Linked DNA regions of Mus musculus: all the other regions are linked to region 1. Evidence: chromatin contacts called from public HiChIP or PLAC-seq and promoter capture Hi-C data. All regions are on one chromosome and are shown on one strand. Each heading gives the region's core, a stretch centred on a gene start, on an enhancer-like site or on the middle of the called end of the contact. The rest is flanking DNA. Distances are from core to core; before and after follow the strand shown.

Region 1 (2,700 bases), core at 30-2,529:
GGCCCCAGAGGGGAAAGGCAGAGAGAGGGCCTTTAACCTCAAGTATAGCTTGCTCCCTGGATGGTTCTTGGACCTGATTTCCAGCCTCCTTCAACAAACATTTGCATTCAATTTATAAGACATGTTTGTTCCTGTTGTATGTGGGAGCATGGCTATAGAACCCACTCTGGTAAAAGGATTGGGTTTTGGTGCACCCCGAATCTGGATATGGCCTTCTGCCTTGCTTTAGTGTTTCCTCAGATATAAACCCTACCGTGTAGGCCAGGCAATTGTGCTTAACTTGTTCTGTTCTGGCTTACGGTATACTTATTTACATTCTGCTGCTTTCAATTATCCTTAGAACCACATCCACAATGCCCGCCTGAGAAGCAATGGGTGGGTACCTTCTTCCTTGTTTCTATTTCCTCAATTCCCTGTGTTTGCATCTTCCTGCTAGATTAGCTTGCTTTCAGCTTCTTGAACTGTTTTCAGCTTAGGCATTTTGTCTAGAAAGCTCTTTTAGAGTACTTTCTCATCTCCAACTAGCTAATTTCTGAGCCTTTCTAGTCGGCCATACCCCGAAGGTTCCCTCTAGAGCCCCTCTGCCCTAGTTAACTGCACATTTGTCCACCACTGTGTGCTTGTTATAAGGATCCTCTTCAGAGTGCACCACCACTGTCCGGCAGAAATAAACTTTTAAAAAACAAAAATAAAAGGGCGCTCTTAAAAAAAGAAAACAACCGGGTTGGGGAGGTGGCTCAGCGGTTAAGAGCATTGACTGCTCTTCCAAAGGTTCTGAGTTCAAAGCCCAGCAACCACATGGTGGCTCACAACCATCTGTAAGGAGATCTGACGCGCTCTTCTGGTGTGTATAAAGACAGCTTACATATAATCAACCAATATTTAAAAAGAAAGAAAAAAGAGAAGAGAAGAGAAGAGAAGAGAAGAGAAGAGAAGAGAAGAGAAGAGAAGAGAAGAGAAAAGAAAAGAGAAGAGAAAAGAGAAGACAACCCAAAACGGGCTCCTTAAGCACTCGAGCCCTCCATCTTCCAGCCCCGGCGCCTTGCCCGTTCCAGCCTCGGCCAAAGGTCGCCTGCTCCGCTGGATCCAGATCTCGGCGCCTTTGCCCCTCAGAGCCCGCGCCTCTCCCTCAGACCCCAATCCCTGCGTGGATGCCCAGAGTTCCGGACACACGCAAACCCCGTGACGCTTACCTAAGACCCGGGCCTCTTCCCGGTCCACAGCGGATCCCGCCAAAAAACTAAATTGGGCTCCGCCCAACTCTGACGTCGACGCGTTCATTTGTGGAGGACGCTCTGATTGGCTCCACCGGAACTCTTGGACCACACAGATCCTTGGCTGGGGGAAGCACCGCCTCTCAGTAGAGCAACCTGATTGGCCATCTTTGTTATGGGCAAAGAACTTCCGGTTGGTGAGGCTGCAGATTCCCATAATTAAGATTCACATAGCAGAGCTCCAGCCCATCTCTGTAAGTTAACACTCAACTGGTTTCCCTGCTGGAAGTAAACTTATTGAAGTCCCAACCAGTTTTGCTGCTCCTATGTCCAGTTTAGATATTAGGATTTGAATAGAGAGAGAGATGAAAGTTTCTACTTTTCACTCTGTCTGACCTACAGGAACTACCATTTCTTCAGATTTTGTTTCTACACCTGTAAACGAGGGAAAGGCTAGATATTTTTGGACGCAGAAAACAATATCCCTAGAATAGTGCAGATTCAGGGAACTAGATTATGTCAGAGTTGAGAATAATTTATCAGATCATTCTTCAGTAAAATTCAAACTTTTCTTTACAAGTATTTATACATAGGTCTAAAACCATTTTCCAAATGCAGAATATTTACCCTCCATAATTCCAAAGACTTCCATGCACAGTTTTGTTGATGTTTAAGACAGGGTCTCTCCAAGAAGCTCTGGCCTTGACCTTTCTGTGTAGATCAGGTGAGCCTTGAACTCAAGACTCTGCTTCCCACCTACTGGGTTTAGAGTGCCTGCCTGGATTACTTTAAAACAGTATGTAGCAGGATCCAGAGTGTCCTGGGATTCCTCCTCCCTCCCCCTCTTCCTTTTCCTTTGTGCTGATGATTGGATAACGGGGTTCATGGATTCTAAGCATGCCCTGTGCCACTGCCATGGAGCTGGATTCACACCCCTGGCCTAGGATTCTTGAAACCTGCCTCAGCTTCAAGAGTGCTGGGATTACAGTGACCACACGCACCTCCAAGTGACACTCTTTAGAGTCTGAATTCATCCACTAGTTGATTTGAGATAAGACAGCATTGGTGTCTCTATCTCTCCACTCTGTTTACCCAGTGTGTGACTAGAAAGCAAAGAATCTTGATGCCTGGACACGGAGTTTTCTTCTTCTCCATCTCATCGTTATCAAAGCCTGTGCTCCTGGCTCAGGATTAGGAATAATTCTAGTATGAAAATTTCACAGTGATAAAGAGACTTCAATAATTAGATAGGCCAGTCCTTTTTTTTTCTTTTTTTTTTTTTTTCAAGACAGGGTTTCTCCGTGTAGACCTGGCTGTCTTGGAACTCACTCATAGACCAGGTTGGCCTCGAACTCAGAAATCCGCCTGCCTCTGCCTCCTGAGTGCTGGGATTAAAGGCGTGCACCACCACTGCCCGGCTGATAGGCCAGTTCTTGTTGGTCCTCTCTAGTTCCTTTCTTCCCTGTGACTTTACAGATAACCTTTG
Region 2 (2,700 bases), core at 32-2,531, 130 kb before region 1:
GAAATCTTTTGAAAAAAAAAATCACTTTTTTTTTTAACTAAGTGAGGAACAAAAAAAAGTTACATTGTTTAAAATGCAAAATCAAATTTAAAAGGCAGAACCGGACAAATGTAACTGTATAACCCTTTCCCTCTGGCTTTGGAGTCCTGGTGTGGTATCTGGTGAGGCTGTGTTTGTGTCTTCTGACCATTCAGAAGAAACTCCACGTTCATCAACGATAAATCGATGTCCGAAGTCTGATGCTAAGGAGCCCAGGTGCTACTGTATTCTCCCAAATGTATTGTGGAGAAAAGACACAAAGGCAGGAGATGCCTGTGTCCATCTCGCCACACTTTGCACCCTAGATCCCACTCCTAAGAAACAGGCAAATGGCAATTTCAGGAATGAAAAGGACATCTGCGGGGTGTACGAACCTAAAGACAGCCAAAAGATACAACAGTTCTGCTTCTAAATAATCGGGAAAATGCGAACCTATTCCTAACCAAGTTTGCTCTGCTCAGCTTTCCAGAGAAGTCCTTCGAAGGGACACGCTCTGCACCAGCAATGCAGTACGAAGTCGGAAATCTGAAGTTACTTCAAGTGAAACCGCATTACCAATGTCAATTCAAGCACACAGGATTAGTCTGCCATGTTTACTTGGACATGAGAAGAACAAATGGTATAACCCGGACAACATAAACTCTCCCTCCCCAAAATGCAGATCAAAGATTCAAGAAACTTCACAGAGCATTTGCATATTTCACTGGGACTCCAAAGAAATGCGGAGCTACGCTCAAACAATAGAATGAAGAAAAGATGGGAGTCACTGAGAATGGAGCGCGGGGTTAAGTTGGGTTTTCAAATGTCTCACTGGGGGCGACCTTGGCTCCTACACTCTGCACATTGTTCCCATGGGCACAGTCTCACTGCAGCAGAGATTCGGGAGCAGGTATTGCATCCCGTGGGTGATGCGGGGATCGCACCCAGCCAGGTTGTGCAAAAAACAAAAACACTCTGTTCCCTTCTCGCGGGACAGAGATGCGAAAGTAGGTGGCCCCCATCACTCAAGGTTGCTGCCAGTGCTGCTCGCAACTTTTGAAATCAATCTACCCCCCCCCCTTTTTTTTCCTTTCTTTTTTCTTTTGCATCATGCAACGGATGCCACCGTTCCTGGGGTTTGCAACCCCCCACCCCCTCCCCCGAGACCAATCATTGCCGCGCTCGGGCCTCTGCACAGCGCCCCCGCCCCCTTCCCGGGCCGCACGCAGCCACCACCGCCGCTGCCACCGCCACCAGCAACCCGGAGGCGCTCCGGCCACCGGCCCGCCGCCTTAAAGGGAGGTGGCCGCTCTTAAAGGGACCCTCACGCGCCCGGCCGGCGGGAGCGCGGCGGCCCGGTTCCCGGAGGGCCGCGCCCAGCCTAGGCCGAGCTCCACGCGGCGTCCGAGCGCCCGGCGGTGCCGCCGCCACCGGGAGCAGCATTTTTTTTTTTTTTTTTTTTAAATTCAGGCGACGCTTAAGGGAGCCCAGCGCGCCCGGTGCATTGTGGGAGCGCCGCGGCCCGTTTTCGGGAGGAGGCGGAGGGCGCAAAGCGAGCCGGTAAGCGGCGGGCCTGGCGAGGGGGGGCGAGGCAGCAGGCTTAAAGGGGAATAGCGGGCCGCAGGCCCGGCGCGGCCGTTGCAAATCCCCCTCCGGGCCGCCCGGGACCGCCGGGGAGCCGTGCACCGGGGCCCTTCGCGCGCCCTGCCTGGAGAGGGGGCCGAGCCCAGGCTTTGGTGGGGCCGCTTTAAAAAAGAAGCGCCGCCCGCGCCGCTGCCTCCTCCGCCGTCGCCGCCGCGGCACGCGGGGCCGGGGTTGGGAGGGAGGAGCGGAGGGGGAGGGCGGCGGCGGCCACGCAGGGGTTAATCTTTTCGCCCGCCGACATTTTTGTGTGGCGGCGCGGACGGCGAGCCCGCGCGCGCGCGCGCTCTGCCTTAGCCGCCCAGTGTCCTGGCGCCGAGCCGCGGGCCTCCCCGCCCCCACTCGGCCCTCGGGTCCCTCCGGTCCCCGCCGGCGACGGTCTCCGCGGCAGCGGCGACGCGGGGCCTGCGGTGCAGCATGGCCCTGCCGGTGGCCTGCCCGCGGCAGCCGCGCGGCGCGGTACAAAGAACGCGGCCCGCGCCCGCCGTGCCTTTAAAGGCGGCAGCCTGAGACTTAAGGTGTCCCCTGAGTGGCATCCTCCGCGCCCGGCCCCATGGAGGGCGCGGGGTCCCGGCGCGCACGCCGCGGCGCCCGGGCCTGTGAGCACGCGCGGGGCCTGGGGGCTGGCGGGGAGGTAGGTGTGCTGCCCCACCGCACCCCGCTGCCCGAGCCCGCCTCCCGCGGGAGCGAAGGGGTTAAACGCGGGCTTTAAATATTCATGTCATTGTTTTAAAGGTGTAAACATGTGGCTTCCAGGTCGGACGCACTCCCTCTACCCAAAGCACACCCCAAATTCCATCCTTTTCAAATAGCTGGAGTTTCCTTTGAGGCCAAACCGTGTGACTTAGGTCTCCTTGCACTTGGGAGTTTTTTAACTGCTGAGTTTTCTTGATGTAAGGCGTTTTTAAACTTTCCTAACCAGAAAGTGTAGGGAAAATAAGGTAAAAGAAAGGTGCTCTTCGGAGTCTCTCTCCTGCCTTTTGGTTGAGGCCGTGAGGATTGGAGGTAGGAAAATAGATTCTTTATAAAGGGAAGTCTTCC
Region 3 (2,700 bases), core at 65-2,564, 150 kb after region 1:
TTCAAGGTCATCCTAGGCTATGTAGCAATTGGAGGCCAGCCTGGGCTATGTGAGGCATTGTCTTGGGGGAAGGAAAAAAAAGGAAAAATTAGATTTGGCACCAGGGAGTTGGTTTAGTCAGGAGCTTAGGAAAGTACTGACTGTGGAAGGAGGGGGAGACAGGAGGATCCCTGAACTTCACTGGCCAGCCAAATTAGACAAACCAGTGAGTTTCAGGTTGAGAGAGAGAGAGAGAGAGAGAGAGAGAGAGAGAGAGAGAGAGAGAGAGAGAGAGAGAGACTCTCTCTAATAAAGCAAAACTGAAGAACAACTAGGGATTAGATCAGACATTGATCCCTACTGTCTGCACACACCTGTGTACACTTGTAAGCACACCTATACACACACACATATACCAAACTAGAAAAAAATAGATTTTGTTTCTTATAGCACAGCAAGTGGGATAGAGATGCAGGAAACTCCCACATACCTGCTGCCTTCACATATGTGCAGCCTCCCTGACTGTCAACACCCCCAGCAGGGTGGGACATGGCTTTAAGGATCTGTCAGCCTACAGTTATAGATACTGTTATCACACGGGCCCCATGGCTTTCATTAGGGTCCATGTTTGGTGTTACATTTGTGTGTGGGCAAATACAGAATAGCTTGTATCTGCCATTAGTGTGTCTTTCAGAACAGTCCGTCTACTCCAAGCATCTTCTGTCTTCCACTGGTTCAGGATTCATCCCCTCTTCTCTGGTCTTCTTTTCAGCAAGGGTTGAATTATTTGTATACAGACAGCACTATGTACGGCCCATGTGTCTGTTTTTATCTGTTTGTGTGGTGATGCTATGGATGAAAGCAGCCCAGGGACCAGATGAAGAGAGCACACCCCACAAGATGTTGGCCCTTGTGACTGTGGAGTTTTGGTTTGATAAGTCTCCTCTTAGGGCAGAGTGTGTCTTAGAATTCTGGACCATCCCATTCCCCATATCAGCACCTCCTTTGCTAGCCCACTCCCTCCTCTGACTCCAGTGCTCTTTGTAAAAGATTTTATTATATTTAGTGTGTGTGTGTGTGTGTGTGTGTGTGTGTGTGTGTGTGTGTGTACATGCATGTGCACATGTGCAAGCCACAGCATGTATCTGGAAATTAGGACAATTTGTATGACTCAGTTTTTTTCTCCCACCGTGTGGGTTCTGAATCAAAGTCAGGTCCTTTACCTGCAGAGCCATCTTGCCAGGCCTGACCCCTGTGGCTTGTTTCCCATGTGCTCAGTAAATGCTCTGTGAATGTGTGAGTGAATACTGAATCCTGCCGAGCTGTTCTTATGGTTATCTGCCCACAGGCAGGCTTTGCCTGTGTCTGCTGCTACCCCCACCCACTCCCTGTCCGGCTGCTCCAAGGCCAGCACTGCAGAAGCCAGATTCCCTGAGGCTCGGAGGTCGCTTCCTGGCTTTATCTGGGCTGTTGTTCTGTGCTCCAGCTGCTAGCAGGACAAACTGACATTGTCCATGTAGCTGGTTCTGATACAAGGACTCACAGAAGTCAGAGGCAAAACACACAAATGTAACTAACTATGCTGGGGTTAGCCATTCCTGTTCTGAAGAGAGTGTGATGCACGGTGGAAGACACCTTTGGGGCCTGAGCTGTGACCTGGTTCTTAGCCTGGCTAGCTCCAACCCATTGAAGCTAGACCTCACTCCTATAGATTGGGAGTGGGCTAACTTGTTCTTGGTAACGTAGCTGAGAGGGATGGTAAAGCGGGATGCATTGAGCCCTTCTGGTAAGAACGACTAGTTAACTGCATACCGTATATGTTCCTGTGGCAAGCTTCTGTGGTAATATGTGAGAAGCGCTGGTAAGATGAGAAAAACGGCTGGCGGGACTTTGTCCACTTGATTTCTGGCTAGCAGACACTAGGCTAGTGAGAGTCAGTTCTGCAAGCTTTGCCCATCTGTGGGAGGGGGAGTTTGCAAGTTCTGAGACCGTAGGAAGATTGTCTTCTTGTTGATCCATTTTCCTCTCCTCTAGTTGGAAAATCAGCGGGCTGGACTGGGCTGGTGGATTTCTTTCCACTTTTGAAAATCCCCTTTCCTAGACTTCTGAATCGCATAAGGCTAATTTAATGTCTGCCAGGTAGAGGTAGGGCTGCCTAGCACTCCAGAATATACCTGCCCAGGCAGAGTCTGGGCTGGTGAGGGCAGGGGGGTGGGAACCTGGAGATGAAACTTGGGTTTGTTTTCATGGGAGACTAGGGTGTGGGCCTCCCCTTTCTTTTGGGGAGGGTGATGCATGGGGTGCCATGCATGGTAAGGGCACCTTCCTTAACTCTTCTGAGATGGAAAGAGGTTGAGAAAACCCCGGAGGGGAGGGTGTTTACTGGAAAGACTGGCCTTCGCTTGGATCAGGGGCTTGAGGAGAAGGGATGATCTAAGCCCATAACCCTAATTTAAACTTAGGAAAGGGACTGCCTAGAGGGACACACACACACACACACACACACACACACACACACACACACAGAGAGAGAGAGAGAGAGAGAGAGAGAGAGAGAGAGAGAGGGAGAGGGAGAGGGAGAGAGGGAGAGGGAGAGGGAGAGGGAGAGGGAGAGGGAGAGGGAGAGGGAGAGGGAGAGAGAGAGAGAGAGAGAGAGAGAGAGAGAGAGAGAGAGAGAGAGACAGACGAAAGAAGAGGCCACAGGGAGTTCTTGGCTGTAGT

Evidence for each region. HiChIP or PLAC-seq counts read pairs in DNA pulled down with a chosen protein or histone mark. Capture Hi-C pulls out chosen DNA fragments and counts their contacts.
Region 2: a contact with region 1 is called in a promoter capture Hi-C map of liver. The contact joins the promoter of Sephs1 here to the promoter of Mcm10 in region 1. A contact is called at or near these places in 2 of 39 promoter capture datasets (the HPC-7 cell line and liver), 4 of 484 Hi-C or Micro-C datasets (CD4 T cells, Th1 cells, double positive thymocytes and 1 more), 11 of 115 datasets of contacts at active chromatin or transcription factors (the SCID.adh cell line, bone marrow-derived macrophages, effector CD8 T cells and 4 more) and 4 of 9 other capture datasets (adipose tissue, liver, macrophages and 1 more).
Region 3: a contact with region 1 is called in an H3K27ac HiChIP or PLAC-seq map of embryonic stem cells, with 5 read pairs. The contact joins the enhancer-like site here to the promoter of Mcm10 in region 1. A contact is called at or near these places in 1 of 15 datasets of contacts at CTCF or cohesin (pro-B cells), 5 of 484 Hi-C or Micro-C datasets (embryonic stem cells and myeloid progenitors), 1 of 115 datasets of contacts at active chromatin or transcription factors (embryonic stem cells) and 1 of 9 other capture datasets (adipose tissue).

The regions. Positions count from the first base shown.
Region 1 is chr2:5,011,512-5,014,211 of GRCm38.p6, forward strand. Mcm10 (minichromosome maintenance 10 replication initiation factor) reads right to left here and starts at 1,280. Exons shown (of 20, transcript NM_027290.3): 1 at 1,194-1,280.
Region 2 is chr2:4,880,283-4,882,982 of GRCm38.p6, forward strand. Sephs1 (selenophosphate synthetase 1) reads left to right here and starts at 1,282. Exons shown (of 9, transcript NM_175400.6): 1 at 1,282-1,578.
Region 3 is chr2:5,161,602-5,164,301 of GRCm38.p6, forward strand. The region is part of intron 2 of Ccdc3 (coiled-coil domain containing 3); the gene reads left to right. Among named protein-coding and RNA genes, the nearest start is that of Ccdc3, 25 kb to the left of the region's middle. Within about 2 kb of position 1,315, at least 16 of the 459 cell types and tissues checked have an H3K27ac peak or open chromatin away from gene starts, as enhancers often do. A contact at or near this core is called in embryonic stem cells, where this site is marked.